4 separate regions of the Mus musculus genome follow, and regions 1, 2 and 4 are each linked to region 3. The links are chromatin contacts, called in public HiChIP or PLAC-seq maps. All regions are on one chromosome and are shown on one strand. The core of a region is the stretch at or near the end of the contact, and the rest is flanking DNA. Distances in the headings are between cores, read along the strand shown. Region 1 holds the start of Ptk7 (PTK7 protein tyrosine kinase 7). Region 2 holds the start of Treml4 (triggering receptor expressed on myeloid cells-like 4). Region 3 holds the start of Med20 (mediator complex subunit 20). Region 4 overlaps Ubr2 (ubiquitin protein ligase E3 component n-recognin 2).

The links. HiChIP or PLAC-seq counts read pairs in DNA pulled down with a chosen protein or histone mark.
Region 1: an H3K4me3 HiChIP or PLAC-seq map of craniofacial prominence shows a contact between it and region 3, with 4 times the contacts expected there. The contact joins the promoter of Ptk7 here to the promoter of Med20 in region 3. A contact is called at or near these places in 1 of 39 promoter capture datasets (liver), 1 of 484 Hi-C or Micro-C datasets (B cells) and 1 of 115 datasets of contacts at active chromatin or transcription factors (craniofacial prominence).
Region 2: a contact with region 3 is called in an H3K4me3 HiChIP or PLAC-seq map of bone marrow-derived macrophages, with 4 times the contacts expected there. The contact joins the promoter of Treml4 here to the promoter of Med20 in region 3. A contact is called at or near these places in 1 of 39 promoter capture datasets (hippocampal neurons) and 1 of 115 datasets of contacts at active chromatin or transcription factors (bone marrow-derived macrophages).
Region 4: a contact with region 3 is called in an H3K27ac HiChIP or PLAC-seq map of the NIH/3T3 cell line, with 3 times the contacts expected there. The contact joins the enhancer-like site here to the promoter of Med20 in region 3. A contact is called at or near these places in 4 of 39 promoter capture datasets (the 3T3-L1 cell line, cranial neural crest and liver), 1 of 484 Hi-C or Micro-C datasets (CD8 T cells) and 4 of 115 datasets of contacts at active chromatin or transcription factors (the NIH/3T3 cell line, bone marrow-derived macrophages, embryonic stem cells and 1 more).

The regions. Positions count from the first base shown.
Region 1 is chr17:46,627,587-46,630,775 of GRCm38.p6, reverse strand. It overlaps Ptk7 (PTK7 protein tyrosine kinase 7), which reads left to right and starts at 1,272. Exons shown (of 20, transcript NM_175168.4): 1 at 1,272-1,508. The coding sequence starts at 1,454. It overlaps Klc4 (kinesin light chain 4), which reads left to right. Exons shown (of 16, transcript NM_001357130.1): 16 at 1-147.
Region 2 is chr17:48,262,685-48,266,065 of GRCm38.p6, reverse strand. It overlaps Treml4 (triggering receptor expressed on myeloid cells-like 4), which reads right to left and starts at 1,771. Exons shown (of 6, transcript NM_172623.2): 1 at 1,626-1,771; 2 at 1,081-1,434. The coding sequence starts at 1,686. All of the region lies in intron 1 of Gm52308 (a long non-coding RNA gene), which reads left to right.
Region 3 is chr17:47,610,149-47,613,084 of GRCm38.p6, reverse strand. Med20 (mediator complex subunit 20) reads right to left here and starts at 1,500. Exons shown (of 4, transcript NM_020048.4): 1 at 1,393-1,500; 2 at 1-122. The coding sequence starts at 1,406. It overlaps Bysl (bystin-like), which reads left to right and starts at 1,593. Exons shown (of 7, transcript NM_016859.3): 1 at 1,593-2,178. The coding sequence starts at 1,914. Gm20517 (predicted gene 20517) reads right to left here and starts at 1,500. Exons shown (of 9, transcript NR_157366.1): 1 at 1,393-1,500; 2 at 1-122.
Region 4 is chr17:46,993,737-46,996,831 of GRCm38.p6, reverse strand. All of the region lies in intron 2 of Ubr2 (ubiquitin protein ligase E3 component n-recognin 2), which reads left to right. Among named protein-coding and RNA genes, the nearest start is that of Ubr2, 15 kb to the left of the region's middle. Within about 2 kb of position 1,666, at least 131 of the 459 cell types and tissues checked have an H3K27ac peak or open chromatin away from gene starts, as enhancers often do. A contact at or near this core is called in CD8 T cells, the NIH/3T3 cell line, bone marrow-derived macrophages and 1 more, where this site is marked.

The DNA of each region.
Region 1 (3,189 bases), core at 23-2,522, 980 kb after region 3:
CTGCACCTCAGGGATGCGCCTGATGCTGGCTCTTCTGTCAGTTTGGGGCTGGCCAACTGGGCTGCCTTGCCCTGGTCTCTTTTACCCTCTGCTGCCTCACTACAGGTCCACATATTTCACTGTTTCTTTAATAAATGAACCAGGTAACATTTTGTGTTCGGAGTCTTCATTGAAGACGTTGTTCAGGACCCTTCCTAGAAGGATGAGGGCAGTGGTAGTGTGCAGGACTGTTGAATTCTTGGCTCAATGGTTCCCTCCGTGTTTGTACCCTCTTTAGCAGGGCCTGGAGGAAGACTTCTGGGGGATGGGGAATGAGGCACACAAGAAGAAGGTGCTGTGGACGGGGTTGTCAGGGACATGTGGTGGCCATGTGGCAGGACCCTGGAGTCCTGGCGCCACTTCTCCTGCCTGTGAGGCCCTCTGTGGCTTCCTTCCCCCCTCCCAGCTGCTTGGGGGAAGGGAGGTCTAAGCAGGCCTGGGGGGCCCTCCAGAGCCAGAAGGGGGACAAGGCGCTATCCATCCTCTCTTGCATATCCTGGAGGCCTGTCAGCAGCTGGGGCCCATCTTCTAAAGCTTGACTTCTTCTGACCCGCCTCCCACACCCCTTGCTGCTTTCACAACAAAGAAAGAATGTGGGGGTGGTGGCGCTGGGGGTGGAGGGTGCCTGGAACAAGGGCTGCGTTGGGCCTCCCCACAGCTGGAGATTTGGCCATGCCCTGACACAGCCCAGACTGCTTGGAGATGGACTTGGGATGTATGTCTGTTTAATAGCTCTCGCTGGGGGTTGGAGCCCAGGGTTTCTACCTTGGGTTCAGATTTGTCCAGTGTCACGCACGCCCCTCCCCCTCCCTGGCTACATCTGTTCCACCGGGCACCACAGCTGTGCCCTCCTTGTCTTCTGAGACATCCTGGCTATGTCCTCCTTGCCTTCTTCTGAGACACCCTGCTGGTCTGTCTCATGCAGCACTTTGGGTTGCTTAACTCCAGCAACTTGGAGAATTCTGGGCAAACTATTGCTCCAGATCTCCAGGTAGGTTCAGAGGGCCTAACGGAGTTCTGAGAGTCACTTTGGTTCTCTTGCGTCCCAGTGGATAGATTAGGCGGTGGGAACAACACCCAGGTCTCCGGCACTCCCCTAAGACGGCCACTGCTGCTCCCCCCCCCCCCCATCATTCCCCAGATCCTTCTTTCTATTGCCAGCTCCTCCCCTCGACGGCGGGGAAGGGGGCGTCAGGGGGCGGGGCGCCGTGCAGGCGGAGAGGAGGGGGCGTCGGGGGCGTGGCTTGGCTGCGGCGGCGGCGCGCTCGAGGGCTTGGATGTACGGGGCGCGCGCGGCTCCAGCTCCGGACGCCTCGGGCTCGGGCTGTAGCTGCTGCGGCGGCCCCCGCGCTCCGGTCCGCGCGCCCGCTCGCCGTGTGCCTTGAACCTCGCTGCTCGTCTGCAGCCCGCCAGGATGGGAGCCCGCCCGCTGACTCTGCTCAGAGCCCTGCTTCTGCCGCTGCTGGCCGGTGAGTCCCCCGAGAACCGGGAGGATCCGAGCTGTGCTTTGAGAAGCGCGGGAGTCCCGGGGGCTGGAAGGGCCCTGGAGAGGTGGGCTGGGCAGTTGGGGAGGTGGAGAGGCTCGCTAGGGGCTCGAGGATCCTGGGTTGGCGACGCCCCCTACGCGGTGGCGACACGGTGCACTGGGGCGCGGGGACGCGTTTGCTGTGAGTTCTCTCCGCCCGATCCGAGAGTTTGCTCGAGCGTTGCCCGGAGTCGCTGGCTCCCAAGCTCTGCTAAGATCTCCCTTTTGGAGAAGCAGTGCCCTCCCATCCCGTGAAAAGGTGCGGACGCGGACACCCAGGAATGCCCCGGGCCTTGGAGCCCAGATGAGGGGGATAGGCCTGGCTCCCGATCCCGTCCGAGCTGACATGGGGCGCGCCTGGCGCGGAGCTTTGTTACCTATGCCGGCCCGACGCGCCCGGGTCCCTCCCTGCAAGTTCCGGGGCAAAGCTGGAACCCCAGATGGCCCTGCGGGTGAGGGCAGGTTAGACTGAGAAGTGCCTAATCTTCTCCTCCAACTAGGCCTTGAGCCTACTCGGTGCCAGGGTCGTATCCCTGGAGCGGAGGGTCCCAGGCTGTAGTGGTGACTAATGAGTGAAGGCCGCTGCCAAAATCGGGCATGGCCGGCTTGCCAAGGTGCGGACGGGCTTTGCTTTGCTGTTTCCTGGATTTCCATCCTGTCCGTGTGTCCGTGTTCTCGGAGGAAAGGATTGTCTCTCTTCCTAAGGGCAGAAAGGCAAAGAGAGAGATAGAACGAGAGAGAGAGAGAGAGAGAGAGAGAGAGAGAGAGAGAGAGAGAGAGAGAGCGCCCAACTCTGGCTTTTCGTGAAGGGTCTCTCTACTTTGGTGAGGGTGTGGCCCCCCCGCCCCCCCCCCCCATCTCCAGGGCAAACAAGGGGCACCCTGTCCCGCAGACTTTTATTTCCTGGCTGATCACACCTGAGAGTCGGTCACAACTAAGGTGTTGTAAGTGACTTAACCGGAAATCGCCAAGCCACCCATATACCCAGTCTGCTGGTCCAAATGACTCCCTCCTTACCTTCCAAGACAAAACTACCAGTGGTGGTCTGCGGAAACAGCCCTCCTTGGGGAGACAGTCTGCGGGGGTGGGGGTGGGGGTGTCTTAGTCCTTAACCTAAAAAGAACTTACTTAGCCTTCTCTTTAATGAGTTCTAGCCGGGAGGGCAGGGGCAGGGAATTGTATACTGTCATCTTCCTGACCAGCTGTTGAGGGTTTAGGGACCAGAGAATGAAAGTCTTTCCCACCCCCAGTTATAAAGAGGTAGGCATAGCCTAAAAACCAACCCTGGGGTCTCTTAAGCTGGTGTTCCTAAGTTGTCCTGTGTTCCTTATGTGTGGGGTAGTCATTGCTCATGGCAAAGTCCTGCATCTGCTCCCAGAGGAAGTATGTAAGGTTTTGTTGTTGTTGTTGTTGTTGTTTTGTTTTTTAACACAGCCAGGATGAAGGCCCAACCATATGGGCAGGCAGCCCCAGCTCACAGGCCTCCTCGGCTGGCTGCTGGGTTTTGGTGTGTGTGGCTCTGCTAGATGTAGCTGTATTTGCTGCTGCGGTTTAGCTTTCTGAAGTCAAAGGCAAGTTCTGGTGGAGATGGCCCTTGCTCAACCACGCTACATTGCCAATTTCTT
Region 2 (3,381 bases), core at 522-3,021, 650 kb before region 3:
TGTGCATGTGGGAATCTGTGTTTGTATTTATGTGAGTTTATGCATATTTGCTTATGTAAAAGTTTTTTCCTTCCATGAACATGATTTTCTTCTCCTGGTTCAATAGAAGTAAGTTTATTGCTCCAAACTTCCCCTAGCCTGACAAATGAGGGGCATCTAGAAAAAGGGAAAACATCTCTTGCAATTAACCCTTTACTTAATCTCCTGCTGTTTTAGGATGAGGTGCTAAATGCCCGAGACTGCAGTTTCTAGCCTCTGAGGACACAAAAGTCAGGTCAGCTACAGTAGCAAAGTAACTTAGACTTAGACAAGTCAACTTTTTATTATTATACAACAACTCTAAGTATCTCGCAAGACAAAAGTCTTACCCTATGCCAATCCTTTTCCCCCTCTGCTGACTCAAGGAGAAGCGAGAACAAAAAAAGAGGACCATGCCAGGGTTGGCCCCTGGTAAGGAAGACCTCAGGGGCCCTTGTGCCAGTAGAAATTTGTAACTCAGGTCTGCCTAAGTAAGAAAGCAAGTAGGAGGGCTGAAGAGATAGCTCAGCCATTGAGAACACAGATTCTTGCAGAGAATCTGAGTTTGGTTCCAAGCATCCACATTGAGTGGTTCACAGCAACTTATGACTCTAGCTGCAAGAGGCTCCTAGTCGCTGGTTTCCATGGGCACTGGCACACATGTGGCATGTGCCCATGAGTGCACATAATTTAAAATAAAAACATTTCAACTTTTTTTTTGAGACAGAGTCCCACTATGTAGCTCTGGCTGGCCTGGACCTCACTATTTAGACTAGGCTGGCCTCAAACTCAGATCCACCTGTCTCTGCCTCCCAAATGTTAGGATTAAAGTTACACAATGCTAGTGTAAACTAACTAAGAGTCAGAGAGAGACTCCAAGTGCCTACCCCATGAAACCTAAACATTCTTTCTCAATGAGGAGCCAAGCATGACCGAGATGGGAAACTGTCTCTCCTCAGTCAGATCAGGTGTCAAAATTAGGGGGTCACAAAGAGAAGGGATCAGGGATATGTATTGTGCTTGGTCTGTAGAAGAGGGTTGTATCCCCAAGAAAGGCCTTACCTGGCGACACCACCAGGCTGATGTTTCTGAGAACAGTTACTTCTCTGAGGGAAGGATAATATGGACCACACCAGTAGAACGCTGAGTCATCCTCTGTTAGTTGAGTCATGGTGATGTTGAAGAAGCCAGCTTCAGGATCATCCCAGATTGTGTGCTGTAATTCCCTGGCTGCTTTCCGAGGCTCAGAGGTAGTGACCACTCTCGTACATTTACTTGGGGCTGTTTGCCGACACCACGTTTTCAGCACATAGGACTCCTCCTTAGGCTTGTATTGGCACTGCACGGAGAGGCTCTGTCCTACCATTCTATGAAGCTCTTCAGATACTGTGGACCCCCAGACACCTGGACAACAAACTGTCAGGTCAGAGGTCAGAGCTCTAGCTGTATGCATTCGTTTCTGGGGCTAGGGAAGCCAAGAGGCAATGACTTCCAACACTCAGACGCACAACATGGCCCCAAAGCCAGCCCTGGTCACAGGGTCAGCCTGGTTCCTTGTCCTTTTATCTATCCCACCTCTCAAACCCTTGTACAGGGAATCATCTCACCTGAGGCCAGGAACACCAGCTGCACAGGGACCAGGAGCAGTTGTGAGTACCTCCAGGCCATACCAGTCCAGATTCTGTCAGTAGAGGAGAGGAGAAAAGGAGGAGACCTCTGAACTAGGCAAGTCTTCCCCTAAGTCTCATCATCTGTGAGATGTAAGAACCAAGGAAGATCAGAGCTTTGATTGGGGAAGTAGCCAGTCTGGGAAGGCGGGCTTATGGACCCATAAGAGGAACAGTGGCCAGGCCTGGACTGGGGACTCCTAACTGCAGGGTCCATCTCGTGGTTGACCTAGGTAGATAGGTTCTGTGGACACATGAGAGGAACAGTGGACAGGCCTGGACTGGGGACTCCTAACTGCAGGGTCCATCTCTGGCCCTCACTCTTCACCCCTGCTCATCCGTGTCCCATCTCAGCCATTCCACACCACCCACCAATCACACTCCTCCATTATTGCTACAAAAAAAAAAAAAAAGAACATTGTAGAAAACAATATGAGAAGTAAGAGGCCTGTTCCTCTTTTCTTTTTCCCTGAGAAAGGTCAAAGGTCCCTAGAGGTGTGCCCAGAGTCCTGGGAATCCCCATCACTAAGATAAGTCAGGGCCCTCACCTCCAGTATGTTGTCATCCTGGAAGGTTTGTAAGCCACCAGACTCCAATGCCAGAGTGTAAGGATGGTCCCTTGGAAAGGGGGAAGTGGGGCTACTGGGAGGTAGAGAACAATGAGAAAGAATTGTCAGAAGGGAAGTCAAGAGGGAGGGACCTCTTAAGGGTGAGAAAGGAAGCAAGGGAATTCATGACCATGTTAAAGGACATGTGAGTGGGAGAGTGAAACCTATGAGAAAAATTATCTCTCATTAACATCTCACCTGCAAAACTGTGTGGAAGAAAGGGTGACCCAGGCTGGGTCTCCAGGGTTTAAACCTAGCTCGACCAGAAAACAGGCTGCCTTTCACGGTCCCACAAACTGTCAAGATCTGAGAGACTGAAAGTGGAGTCAACAATCAGTAGCAACCAGTTAGGGAAGGTATATGCACACCACATCAAGGGAACCTCAGTCTTTCACTGGCGAGCCCACAGTAGCAGCTGGGATACCACTGGCTATCAGAACACCTAAATTCTTATTGGTCTTCATGCATCTGCTCCACTCCCAGGGACTCTAGGGACCTCCTATGTAGCAGTTGATGGATGGCAAAGCAAAGAATAAAAAAATCTAATGGCCCTGCCTTGTACTTATGAGGGAACCAGAAGTGTGGGATATAAACGTCATTTGTTTGAGTTGGTTTGCAGAGCTGGAAATCAAACCTAGAGCCTTGTACATGCTAGTAAGAAAACAGCTCGCCATTCCACCAAGCTACATCCCCAGCCAAAGCTTTAGTTATAAACTCAATCTTATCTTCCCTGAATTACTGAACCGAAGTATTGGAATCAAATTTTATTTTTTCTAACGTCGTCACACAAGAGACTGAAGCAGTTAAGAAAAAGCATGTGTTGCTTTTGGAGAGGGCCAGGGTTCAGCTCCTGACAACCATGTCAGGGGGGCTAACAACCACCTCTTACCGCAGTTCCAGGGGATCTGACGCTCTCTTCTGGCCTCCTCGGGCATCCATATGAACAAATCCACACAAAGATACATACACTTATTCATAAGTAAAAACAAGTCTTACACTACACAAGATATTTAGGAAAATACTTTCTTCTTCATGGAGAACATTGAGATGCGTCATTATACATTTGTCAGTATCCAGAGAGTGCAAGA
Region 3 (2,936 bases), core at 251-2,750:
AAGTCTCACAGTCCACACAAAATGTCCCTTGTTTCTCTGCTCCAAGCATCTCCAGTTTCTTGGTGAGGAGCTCCACTGTCTGCTGGAGACTCTTGCCCTCAGCCACAGGCATCTGGGACACACTGAGAAACACAACGCCAAGTCAGCAGGGTCCAGAGACACAGAGCTTCTGGCTAAGCCACTCAATTCCCCAACAGGTAACGGATCAGCAGGGCTAGGAGTTACTTAGACATCTCTGATCCCCACCCATCAGTCCCCAAGAGTTCCTGGAACTCACTTGGTAGACCAGGCTGGCCTGGAATTCACAGAAACTTGCCTGACTCTGCCTCCCAAATGTTGGAATCAAAGGCATCAGCCCTCAGATGGATTGCCTGACTCTTCCAAAGGCCCCAGGAAAGGCCCTGTCCTGTATCAACTTACTGCAAACAGGGAAACTGAACTCTAAATGACTCTGCTGTGATCTGTCTTCATTGCTCACAGGCATTCTTTACAGTAGGGTAGAAGTATGAGATGAGGCTCCTAGTGTCAACTGTGGCAAGAGCCTTCCTTTCACAGGGCAGACCTGTGGCCCCTGGCCTCCAAGCTTCTTTAACTGGAAAGAAGCACACCACTACCAAGACTTTTAAGTGCTGAGGCCGAGTACTTTAAAATTAATACCCAGAAAAGCACGGTGCCCAAACCTTACCAACTGCCTTTTTATCAAGTGAGACTTCAAACATGTTTAAGATAAAAGTCAATCAAAACTGTCTGAAGCCCAGGCGATGGTGGCTCGCGTCCGTTTCATCCGTGCGCTTGAGAGGCAGAGAGAGGCAGGTGGATCTCTGTGAATTCGAGTCCAGCCTGTTCTACAGAGTGAGTTCCGGGCCTCCCAAGCCTACACAGTGAGACACCCAGCTCGAAAAATTGTCTCTGCCTGGTACTCCGAACTCCAAACTCCCAACCGCTCCTTTCCTCCTACCTCTGTCACTAGCCCCAACACCTTAAAATGGCCAATTCAAAGTCTGTAACTGCAAGCAAAATAGAAAAGTCACTTTCTCCTCGCGCCACTCTTATCCCTTTCTGCGAACAACTCCTAATCTAGAAACCCTATTTCTAACCTTTGGGTGCTAGTAGCGACACTACAAGGCCTCAAGGACAGGAAGAGGTACCAAGAAAAAGGTACAACTCCTGGCGGGTCCTAGGGATGCGCTGCTCCCTTTGCCAAAGGGGTGTGTCTGGGAAGAGAGAAGTCCCACGCAGTGTCCCCCATCCACACAACCGGAAGACATCTTGGTCAGCCCCCCGAGGAACCGAGAACCTCGGTCAAAATCCCTTTCCCCGGGCCATCACAGGCCCACAGACACCTTCACGACCCTATATGCTCCGTCACCACAGAAGCCCTTCAAGTCCTACCACGTCACTCCCATAGCGAAGGATCAAAAGGTGGCGCCTCCAAACCCTCGAACTCAGAGACTCCAGACCTTCACGCGAACGGCGGCCCCCTAAACACAGGAAGCAGTCGTTGATCGACCGCCGGAAATGCGCAAATACTGAGCGCCGCGGCGACACGCCCACAGGGAGCGCCATCTCTGGTACCCAGTGGTGACATTTCTAGAACGTCATCGACTCGGCTCCGCCCCCAAGGCGTCCAACGGGTTGACAGGACGCCCTAGGCTACTTTCATGAATTCTGGAAAAGGGTGACTTGGACATCCACCTTTCTAATGAGATTACCTGAGAATTTGGGGGCTCCTGCTATAGGTCCCGAAGCTCTTCCTGAGAGTAATAGATGAGGAACTTCCGGCCTCCTAACGCTGGGGGGCACTGTGATCTCTCAGTGGCCTCTTGGCGATCGGAACACACAGCGCAAGCGCAGTATCGGCTTTTTAGCCGGCTTCACACGTGTGAACCTGGTGGGCAATTTTTTCGGCCAAAATGCCCAAATTCAAGGTGACACGTGGGGCCAGCAATCGGGAGAAGCATGCACCTCTGGCCGAGCAGATCCTGGCTGGGAACGCAGTGCGCGCGGGGACCCGAGAAAAACGGCGGGGGCGTGAGGTCGAAGAGGAGGAAGAGTATGTGGGACCCCGGCTAAGCAGACGGATTTTGCAGCAAGCCAGACAACAGCAGGAGGAGCTCGAAACTGACCATGGGGCTGGTGATCGGTCAGCACCACCGCGAGAGCGCGCCACGCGGCTGGGTGAGTGACAAGGGGTGGAGTCGTGAGTTGGGCCGGTCTGACACCCCATCAGAATACTTTACCGGCGTGTTCCTCCACTTCCACTCCTGAATTCCAGAATTCAGAGTTAAGCCAACGAAAAGTGATCTCTCACACCAGTTCTAGCATTATTTTATTTTAGGTTTTTTTCGAGACAGGGTTTCTCTGTATAGCCCTGGCTGTCCTGGAACTCACTTTGTAGACCAGGCTGGCCTCGAACTCATAAAGCTGCCTGCCTCTGCCTCCCAAGTAAAGGCGGGTACCACCACCACCTGGTGGTCTAGCATTTATTTATTTATCCTCTGGGCGTTTGAAGTATTTGTGGACTGCCTGCATAATGTTTTGAGCTGTGTTAAGTTTTTAGGCAGTTTTGATACAGAAATAAGATATTCGTTCCTCCTGATAACACCGGAAGTCTAGCTCAAGGCACCCATTAAATAGAGTTACATATTCCAAGCAGGAGTGGCGAGGCTCACCTGTAATCCCAGCACTCGAGAAGCAAGGCAGAAGACCTTCTTGGCTATATAGTAAATTTCAGATTAACGAGCCCTGTCTCTCAAGAGAGAGGAAAAAAGTGATGATATTTCTATTTAAACAAAAAAGCAGATGAACATTAATTCTACATGGTGGGTATCCCAGATTTCATGTCCTTCGAATAAGACCTGAAAAGCAAGTGGGGACTGTCCCTGTCCCAGCGACAGGGGAGGGGAAACAGTATTGTTTACGGGCTAAAAGGGGGA
Region 4 (3,095 bases), core at 417-2,916, 620 kb after region 3:
GAATTGTATTTCTTGAGCTACTATAAATCACGTTGCAAAGAATACAGATAGAATGATGTGCGGGGCAGGATATGGGAGGCAGGGTGTGCCTGTGCCTCCCTTGGGAGCTCAGCATCCTGTAAGCTCTGTGTGCTGCAGCCTTTCTGGGTTTCAGGGAATGGCCGAGAAGCTCGGGAGCATGATTGGACAGCAAGGGTGAGACCCAATGCTAACACTAGGCTGAGGGATAAACCCAGCAAAGTCTGTCTATGGCCTCTTCTCAGCCTCTGCAGCATTTCCTGTAGGTGCTGTGGGGCAGGAACGCTTCTGGAATCTCCATTAGGATCCACTTAGCTACTCTCAAGTTTCTTTATGGCTATCTTCAGGACAGAAAGGCTGGGATGAGTGTCCTTCCAGTTCTGGTAACCTGGCTTAGAAGGGAAAACAGGTTTGGCAGGAGAAGGTCAGAAGGAGTTTGTTTTCTGAGGCCTGAGGCACCTCCGTGTTATTCAAGCCACTAGGAAGGCACAGGCGGGGAACATGTGTGTCATATCACACCAGGCCTCTGACTACCAAGCCCTTGTTCATTCTTGCCTGCCTTTTATTCTCACATGCCAGTGTTAGTTGTTGTTTCACTCATATTTAATAAAATGTGGGAAAATGGGCTCATGTCTTGTTTTTGTTTTTTTTTTTTTTGTTTTTTTTTCAGCTAAATTCAGATGTGTAGACATGCACTTTTTTTGTTAAAAATAAATCACGGAGGCTGGAGAGCGGCTCAGCAGTTCCGAGCACTGTCTGCTGAGGACTCAAGTTTCCTTCCCAGCATCCATGTCGGTCTGCTTGAAACCACTTGTAACCCCAGTTCCAGGGAGGCTAACTCACCTCTGTCCTATGCAGGCTAGTGCACTCGAGGTGCAAATACCCACATTTAGATACACAGAAATACATATAATTTAAGATACTAAAAATAAGTATTGGAAAACATGTGATATGCTGGTGATGGCTCAGCAGGAGTGGGTCTTTGTCATCAAGCCTTAACCCAAGTCAGATCCTCAAGACCACGTGATGGAAAGAGAGGACTGACAGCTGCAGGTCATCTCTGACCTCTGCATGTGCACTGTGGTACAGAGGCTTGCTCACACACACACACACACACACACACACACACATATCTATAAATAAAAAAGTGTTTTTGAGTATTCTTCTTTTATTTTAATGGATTATTTCTTGTGACCACTGAAACTTAGAAGTGTGGCCTGTTGTTTGGAACTGTCATCCCTAGTAAAGGCTGGGGAGTTTCTGAGATGGAGAAAGCAAAATAAGACCTCGATACGGTTTCCTAGGTTGTCAGCCCTAGAGAAAGAATTGTGGGGTAAGAATCCCAAAGTAGGAGATGTTGATGAATTTTACTGCAGAGAGAAGGGGGGCATGCTGGCCTCCAGAGAACTGTGCTGCTGGAGTACGGGACCCCTGTCTTATGGACACACTAGGTGGAGGAGAGGAAGGAGTTCAGGTGACCCATTCTAAGACAGGTGCCGTTTGCCCCTGTACGCTTCACTCTTTCTGTCCTTACATGGGGTTTTCACGTGTGTCAGGTGCATGATGGGAACAACTAGTTTGCAAGGCTGGCCATCAGCACAGCTGGCCACGCTGTGTCCAGCCCCTGTGGGCGGTGCTGTGGGTTAATGTTGCAGCAGCCACAGGATGGCCTGCTGTAACATAGCTCTGAGGTTGCATCAGCAGCCAGCCTCCATGCAGTTTGACCCTTCGTGGGAAAGCAAGTTGTCTTGTGGTACTGCCCTCTTTTACCACAAAGTACACGCAAAGGTACTTTGCCACATAGCACACTTGGGCTGTGGAAAGAGATGTTGGTAACTTAGCAAGATGGACTTGTCTTGAGCTCACATCCCCTGTTATCCCAAACTGGGCTGCCCTGTGAGTCCTGTTTCCCAGCTGCAGATGTGAAACATGTATCTAGTGCCTCAGGCAGAACAACAAACATTGTCGGCTCCCAGGGCTACTGCTGAGAGTGCTGGGACAGTACAAAGGTGACATTTTGCTGCTCACTCTGTTCCTTTTTTATTTTATGTATGTGACTACACACTTTAGCTGTGCAGATAGTTGTGAGCCTTCATCTGATTGTTGGGAATTGAATTTAGGACCTCTGTTCTCTCCAGTCGGCCCCATCTGCTCCAGCCCAAAGATTTATTTATTATAAATACGTACACTGTAGCTGTCTTCAGACACAGAAGAGGGCATCGGATCTCATTACGGGTGGTTGTGAGCCACCATGTGGTTGCTGGGATTTGAACTCAGGACCTTTGGAAGAGCAGTCAGTGCTCTTATCCGCTGAGCCATCTCTCCAGCCCCCACTGTTTCTTTAGTAGTGCTGTTAGTTGTATGTTTCCAATTCTCGTTCAGTCGCATTTACTTGTCAACTAGCTACTCTGGAGAGTGTTCTTCAGGTTAGGTATAGAAAACCCAGCCATTCTGGGTTTGCAGCCTCAAATATTCCCTCTGCCTTAGAACATGAGGCATCTGTGTCTCATAGGAACATTTGCTGCCCCATTCTTTGGGAAATTTTTTATTTATTTAACTATAGACAAGCAAATCCGCAAACTGTCAGAGCTGTCTTGATTATTATGGATACTAAACATAATTGCCTTTATGCACTAGAGGTGAGACTGAGAGAAACCCATCCAGACGGGGAAATCCAGAAGAGATAGTTATGAATCTAAGAACACCAAGGAGCCAAATAATGAAAACCTTTCATCCCAACACTTGGGAGGCAGAAGTGGTCAGATCTCTGTGGGTTCAAAGCCAGCCTGGTCTACATAGTGAGTGCCAGGGCTGTACAGAGAGGCCTCGTCTCGGAATAAAGGAAACAGTAACATAACAGCACTCTCTGGCCTCCACTTTAGATGCAACTTCCACAAAAACTTGCAAACTCTGACTTAGGGGTTTGCTTAGCTTCCGGGGTCAGTGTTCCTGGACCTGTGGAGCAATGGACCATTCCAGTCGCATGTGTGCTCACGGGCTCCTCGCACGCTCCAGTGTGAAGCGGAAACCTTTGTGCTGATTGCATTGAGTGAAGATCCAACAGATTTTTGGGGAGT